2 separate regions of the Drosophila melanogaster genome follow, and region 2 is linked to region 1. A link is a contact called in public HiChIP or PLAC-seq data. All regions are on one chromosome and are shown on one strand. Each heading gives the region's core, a stretch centred on a gene start, on an enhancer-like site or on the middle of the called end of the contact. The rest is flanking DNA. Distances are from core to core; before and after follow the strand shown.

Region 1 (3,541 bases), core at 669-3,168:
TTTGGCACTGCGAGATTCACATGCGTTTCATTCACTTTTCACATTTTCAGCGTTTTCAACGTTTTCTCCGTAGACTGCGTATGGCAAAATCTATTTATATAAAGGAAAATACCAAAATTTCCTATTTCGTTTATTTCAGACGCCGATCCCGAAAGATTCGAAACACAGACGCACCGCACGAAAGAAAATATACGGATACGGATTCGGACCAAGCATCGCATCGGATCGGCATAGGAATATCGAGCAGATACGTAAGACGCGTACACGGCGGGCACAGTGGTCGCAGACCCATTGAAAACCAGGTTCCAAAAATAGACATTCAACTGCCAGAAGCAATTATCATATCGGGGGTTTAATTAATGGCCCACACCTTTGGCGCCAAAAACGTGAACAATTATTGTGTCACGTTGAATCATCTCGACATTCCATCTGGTTATGCTTGTGCAAAAACAAACAATTAATCAATTGATTTAATTGAATCATTTTTTACGGGTCAAAAATAAGTGGGATCCCACTGTGCATGCGTAAGAAATAGACAAGAGCGGTCAAAATTTTAGCACCAAGTGATCTTATAAAAGTTTTCACTAAGTAATCGGATGTTTAATAAAACAAAATATGAAGTTTTGAAATAAGTGCAAAATCTGCGATTATTAGAAAACCATTTTAATATTATCTAAGCCAACTAATAAATTTTAAATAAAATAAATTTAATAAAATAAAAAATTTTATTTATTTAAAAAACGTTTAAAAAAAGTTTCGTTTGGATAACTCTTAATTACAAAATGTCTCATTGAGAATTAGCGTCATAAAAGTTATTTTGTTGACTTGGAATACACATTGACGTACGAAACTGACCTACAAATTTACTTATATTGAGTCAGTTTTTTTTTTACAAAAACTCTGATAAGTCGTTTCGTTTTCAATTTTAGTCACTGTCATATGAGGTGCATAATAAAACGCAGAAACATTGTGCAAAACAAAGTTTCTAAATAGATCTGCAATGAGGAAAGGCGTTTGCAAATCCATTTAGCGATGCTATTGTCTTGACCTCAGCTGTTGGTTGTACTATTTCGCCGTTTTTACGTGGGGTTCCAATGGGATAGGAACGGGAATGGGTTGGGGTTGGGAACGGGGACGAGATGAAACCGGGAGCTGCGTTGCGTTTGCGACTGCGGCTGCTGCTTCTTCAACTTTGTACTATTTATTCGAAAATAAATTTCGAAGTAGTTGCCGCTCACAGACACACGTGCACGCACACTGGCCCAATGCACTTTACATACACTTTACGAGCCAGAGTGCACTTGTGTGTGTATGTGTGTGGCTGGTGGGGTGTATGGTGGTGCATGACGTACATATAGTTTGATATTTGTCTGCCTTTATTAATGATTGCATTTGGGCCCGGAGGGCGCGTGCTGAGAACAACGGCGACACCGAGAGATTCCGTCATTAATTAATTAACCAAGCCGAACCGAAAGCGAAACCGACCAGAGGTTAATCGAAATTTTCGCGGCACGACATTTTTGCCGTGCGCTCTTCTTTTGGCGAAATGCGCGAAATATTAACAAACGGGGGAAAACACACGAGGCAGCGGGATATTTTGGAAAACTCTGGCAAGCTTCCGCTTGGCGAGTCTAAAATTAACAGCAAACAGAACCGAAAACAGAGCAGAATAGAACACAGAATCCACAGATCTGAAAATCCGAGTCCGAAATCGGAAAACCGTCGTATATCCGAGCGACTAGCGGTGCAGGCGATGCTGCTAAGGTCCGTGTTGTTACTGTAAATCTTCGGCCGCTGAAAATAACATCAGCCTCCGTTCTGCGAGCGATCGGTCGGTCCGCAGAGACGACGAGCCAACGGAGCGGATGAGCGAGAGTGCTACGCGGTGATCTCAGCTGTTGCTGCTGCTGCGGCTGCTGCTGCTCCTACTGCCGCTGCAACTACGCTAATGACACCAGCAGCCCCCAAGAACGAGCGCTCCCACACACGAGCGACCTGCGATCGAATCAGAGCTGAGCCGATCGACGGAAAAAGACGCTGACTAATCGGCTGGGAAATCCGCCAGATCGGATTAAGCTCATTTCGAAGGGAGCGGCAATACTGGACCGCAGGGTTCAAGGTTTTGGGTGTAAAAATACAATTTTCCCTTAATTTAACGTTATATGTGGAATATAATTTGCTTGGGAAAAAGGCATTATATAATATATACACCAATGGTTTTTTTGTTGGAAGAGATATTTATATCATAGAGAAAGCTATTTTAAAAATTTTTTAAGTAATTAGTAAAATTTTACTATTCTAAAAAATAATTAAATAAACAAAAAAATATAACGAACAATGTCTATAATTGTTATATTACATTCAGTTTTAATTAAAAGCTATAAAAGAGCTAAAAGTACAGCTCAGCAGCAGTGAGAGAGTAGGAGAGCGGCGCCCGAAAAGATCCATTACTTTGGCGTTCTTTGAGCAGCCGCTCCATCATCCTCTCGCTCTCTCTCTCTGCGCTCTCACCTACCCCCACACGACGGCGCAGCGGCAGCGACGTCGGCAGAACACTTGCCGCCGTTTACCCACTCACACGCACACTCACACACGCGTCACTCACACTGGCGAGCGCGAATCCATTGTCGAACATAAAAATACAAAAATCAAATCATAGGTGTTTGTTAATTATACACTGTGCCCTGGAGCCAGGGTGTCACGGTTCGTTTGAGAAGTTTGGACATGTCACGTAAATACCAGGTATTATAATAAAACGCTATTATTTGAATATAATAATAATATTATATTATAAGCATATTATATTATACTTACTTATACTTTACTTACTTATTAAATTCGTGAAATATACAGAGCATACTTTCAGGTACATACACCCCGAACTCAAATCTTTATCGTTATCAATACACGATCAACATAAATGTATTATTGTCGTATTAAATATTACAGAGAAGGGCATTCAAAGTGCCGGGTAAGTTTGGTTCTGCCTCTCTAGTTTCAAATTTGCCCGCCTCATTGAGCAGGAAAACAACAAATTCCCCAACAATAACAACGTCTACGGATCGCAGCGTTTATCTCGCTTATTTGCTAATGCTAAATGATCGTCTTCTTCCCCGCCTTCGGCGGCCTTCTTCCACTTCACATCGCAATGTTTGTTGCAAGTTGGCTTGTCCATATGTCTCTGTTGTTGCTATACCCATTTCGTTACTTGGCTTTTATGTTTGGGCCATCTAGCAGGTGGGCGGGGGACTTTTGTTGTTTAGCGAAACCCGAAAATGCCGAATAAATTGAAATGCGATTCATGGTTTATACCCAGATTATTTGTATATATGCATACACAGAACTGTAGGTAAATACGTAAGTATGGGAACCGCAAGTGCGGCTAACGATGACGCCAATATAATGATCATGATGATCAAATTGATGGTAATGATAATGGCGATATGAGCGCAGCTTCCGGTTTTGCGCCTCGGTATTTTTGTTAGTTTTTTGCGCTGGCTAACTTTATATGAATATTTATTACCTGCGCTTTTTTTGTATT
Region 2 (3,541 bases), core at 603-3,102, 120 kb before region 1:
CTCAGCATCTGCATCCTTTGTTGCTGCTGCTGTTGGGCCTGTTGTTGCTGCTGCTGCTGCTGCTGCGCCTGCTGCTGTTGCTGCTGCTGCAGCGAGGTCACAGTTTGGTTCGGCGGCGGCGCATTAATGCGCGATATCAGAGCAGAATTTGGATTCTGTTGCATGCCGCCGCCTTGGCCCACACCGCCCACATTGCCTGCTCCCTGCATGAAGGGCGGACGCGCCTGACCAGGCTGGTTGGGATACATCCAGCGGTTTTGGCCGGGTCCCACGTTTTGCTGGAAGTTCTGATTCTGCATTTGATTGGAAACGAATTGATTCTGCTGCTGCTGCTGCAATAGTTGCTGCTGCTGCTGTGGATTGAGTAAGCCCGCTGGGGGATTTGGACCGGGCTGCTGTTGCTGCATCGTGTTCATGTTCATGACCTGCTGCTGAGGATTGCCTTGTTGTTGCTGTTGCTGCTGCTGTTGTTGTTGCTGTTGCTGCTGCTGGGCTGGAGTGGTGTCCATGGGCATGCCCTGCCCTTGTTGTTGCTGACCAGCTTGATTTTGTTGCTGTTGTTGTTGCTGCTGCACTGTAGCCTGTGCCGCATTGGGTGCAGCCATTTGGGCCGCCATGCTGTTGGGACTAGGTGCTCTCTCCTTGAGGCTGTATCCCTTTAGAAGCACTAGGTGTCTTATGTTCTTGGCATAGTTTTTGCTCGTAATGGGCTGATCTCCGTCGGCCTTCATGAAAAGTTTGAACAACACCGGCATCTTGCGTGGCGCAATAATGGAGAGATTGATTTTGCGCTCGTTGAAGAGCGCCGCCAGCTGCTCACATGATTTGCCCGGATACTTCCACGACTCCGTTGTGGGCATCTGGTACGGCGGACTGTTGCAGATGAGAATGCAGTGCCTCTGGACGCTGGTCTGATCGAGCAACTGGCGCCTTTCGCTGATGTCATCAAAACAGCCGTGGGCCGCAGCAAATCCTTCGGCCATGTGGGCACAGGACTCCATTCCGCCTCCCACTAGTGGCAATCTTTCGATCGTCTCCATCACTTTTTGGGGCTGCAGAAAGGGACCATAGGTTGAACAAACTGGCTCCAGCAGATTGGCCGCTGTACGGTAGACCACAATACCGTACAGAGTGGCAAAGCGCTCCGCAATCAGGTATTCCCGCTCGTCGATGGAGCCAGTGGTGAAGTGCTCCAAAGTCGGCAGGATGTAGTTGGTCTTTAGTTCGTTGATGTAGGCTCCGTTGATGGCGCTGCCCTCGATGACGAAGACCACGTCGGCCAGGGGAATCTGGTCCACCTCCATTGGACGATGGGAGTTGGCTTTAAGTTGAAAAACTTGTTGCAAAAAATGTAAACTATGTTGTCTGCTTTACACCGCTCTTTTACTTTTTTCGTTTGTTTTGCATATCGCTCTGCTGCTATCGATAGTCAACTTATGGTTATCGCTCAGCGATTGCTAGGGCTGCAAAATAAATGAATATTCAAAAGTGCCCATAAAGTTGGATTTAAGAATATGCAGATTGCCTTGAAAACTTGTTTCTATTGAATTCTTTTTCTATTTTCACAAATAAAAAAACGTTTGGTGTTTATCTAATTAACTTAAAATTGAATATTGCATACAAAAGATAACTATAAATAAGATATTACGATGTTTTATGTTAGGTATCATAATTATAGTTGTTTTATGTATGTATTTTCAATGGAACTATAAAGTTAATTCTTTAAATATTCGTTACCAATAGTTTATATCGATGGTTGCAAGTGCTGCCAGACTCTCGCAGCGAGTTTCCGTTCGGCAGTCTGGCAGCGCGGTCAGCTGTTCCTATTGCCCAACTTGCGCAGTTCGTTTTGTTCAGTTCATTCGCCGATTTTGAAGAATGCGGACGTTGACGCTGGTACCGCGTCGTTTTGCCAAAATAATTCGTAAAAAATATACGCAAAACGCTTAGAAAGTGTCAATTAACTAAACATTAGCTATTGAGCAGTGCAAGTGCAGGAAAAACGATCGCAGAAATAGCCGAAAACACATGAAAGTGCGAATTGCGGGCTTTTTTGTGGCTGGCACAGAATGTGTGGCACAAAGCGGAAAGCGCGCTAATTGAGCGTGCGAGCGCCTGAAACGCAGAGAAATGTAAATAAATAAACGTGTGACGCCGCGACAATTGTGAAAAGTGCACAAACACGACGTTTGGCAAGTGAAAAGTGAGTGAAATCTAGATAAATTTCATTAAATTGCCCATTTCGCATCTGGCAAGAAGAACAGCTGTTGTTTGGCATCTCGCTCTGTCTGGTTGTCCTCTCTCTTATTTTGCCCTCTCTCTGTTTTTGTTGCTCCCCTTTGCTTCTGTTTTTTTTTACTGCAATGTTGCTAAATCGTTTGATTCTATTATTATAATTATACTCCTTGCCCTGACGTCACTGCCTCGAAAAACCTGATAATTTGGGTAGGCAATTAGCATGGTTTAAGTATAGTTTAGAGTACAGAGAAGTGAATTAAACGGCCATGTGTGCACAGCATGCATGCTTTTTTGTTATTGTTGCCTGGCAACATGTTTCGCCACATCTGCCTTTTTTTTCTTGTCTCTCTGTTAGTCCAATTTGCCAATAAGCAACTTTTCCATTTGTTTACAATAATTGTGATCGCTACAGAAGCACCGATCGTGAAGTAAAAAGCGCCTACATAAATATAAGGCACCAGTTATGCTTGGGCGTCACTCCGACTGCCGATCGCCAGTTATTTTAGTTGGGTGTTTGTACATTTAAATACCCTACCTAAATGCAACTTACTCGCATGTAGTCAATATCATTCAAACCCTAATATGTTACGCATTTTCCAATCGGGTTTATCACATATAAACAATATCGAAGCCAGATAAAGCGACTTGTGATAATAATCACCCATACAACAAAGGCTGTTCATTCATTATATTTACCATATTATTGATAACTATTTTTATAACTGAACTACAATATGTTCTTATAAATAAAGAATCACTAGATAATTTAAATATTAAATGAAATAAGTACAAACTATTTTTTAACTATAATAAGTTATTATTTGAGTAATTGCACGTATTATCATGTACGGATGTAGGTTTTTTGCTTTAAATAATAAACGTATTTAAACGTATTTTTAATTGATTAAGGGTATACTAAATGCATTGCTTTCGGCTCCGCCATTCACTTTCCACTATTGCGTCATTATTGGTTGATTTATGTATTTTATCGTTACGCTATACATTTGCAGATCGCATTCGCGCGTGGAAATTTAATTTAAGATTTCCCACACAAATAAAGATAAATTTGTTATTGCACAAACGTTTGTTATTCACGCCCGTCTTGAATACTTACTAATAGATTTGCAATTAAAATAGGGTCAGATTAAACGATAAATCAACTTCACCGCCTGCTTATCAGTTTTTGACCCTAACAAAAAAATAGAAAGTCCAATTAACTATGTATGTACGTTTTAATTGTGAACTTCTTATCAGTCTGCCATAGATTTAGGTTCTTAAAAACTATTTTTGATTTTCCCCTGAA

Evidence for each region. HiChIP or PLAC-seq counts read pairs in DNA pulled down with a chosen protein or histone mark.
Region 2: a Psq HiChIP or PLAC-seq map of the Kc167 cell line shows a contact between it and region 1, with 2.6 times the contacts expected there. The contact joins the promoter of Hs6st here to the promoter of CG4733 in region 1. A contact is called at or near these places in 11 of 107 Hi-C or Micro-C datasets (the D17-c3 cell line, the Kc167 cell line, the OSC cell line and 6 more) and 1 of 6 datasets of contacts at active chromatin or transcription factors (the Kc167 cell line).

Annotation. Positions count from the first base shown.
Region 1 is chr3R:19,889,066-19,892,606 of dm6, reverse strand. It overlaps CG4733, which reads right to left and starts at 1,918. Exons shown (of 9, transcript NM_001260269.2): 1 at 1,353-1,918; 2 at 1-90.
Region 2 is chr3R:20,006,823-20,010,363 of dm6, reverse strand. It overlaps Hs6st (Heparan sulfate 6-O-sulfotransferase), which reads left to right and starts at 1,852. Exons shown (of 6, transcript NM_001275821.1): 1 at 1,852-2,203. It overlaps MED25 (Mediator complex subunit 25), which reads right to left and starts at 1,417. Exons shown (of 1, transcript NM_142597.4): 1 at 1-1,417. The coding sequence starts at 1,304.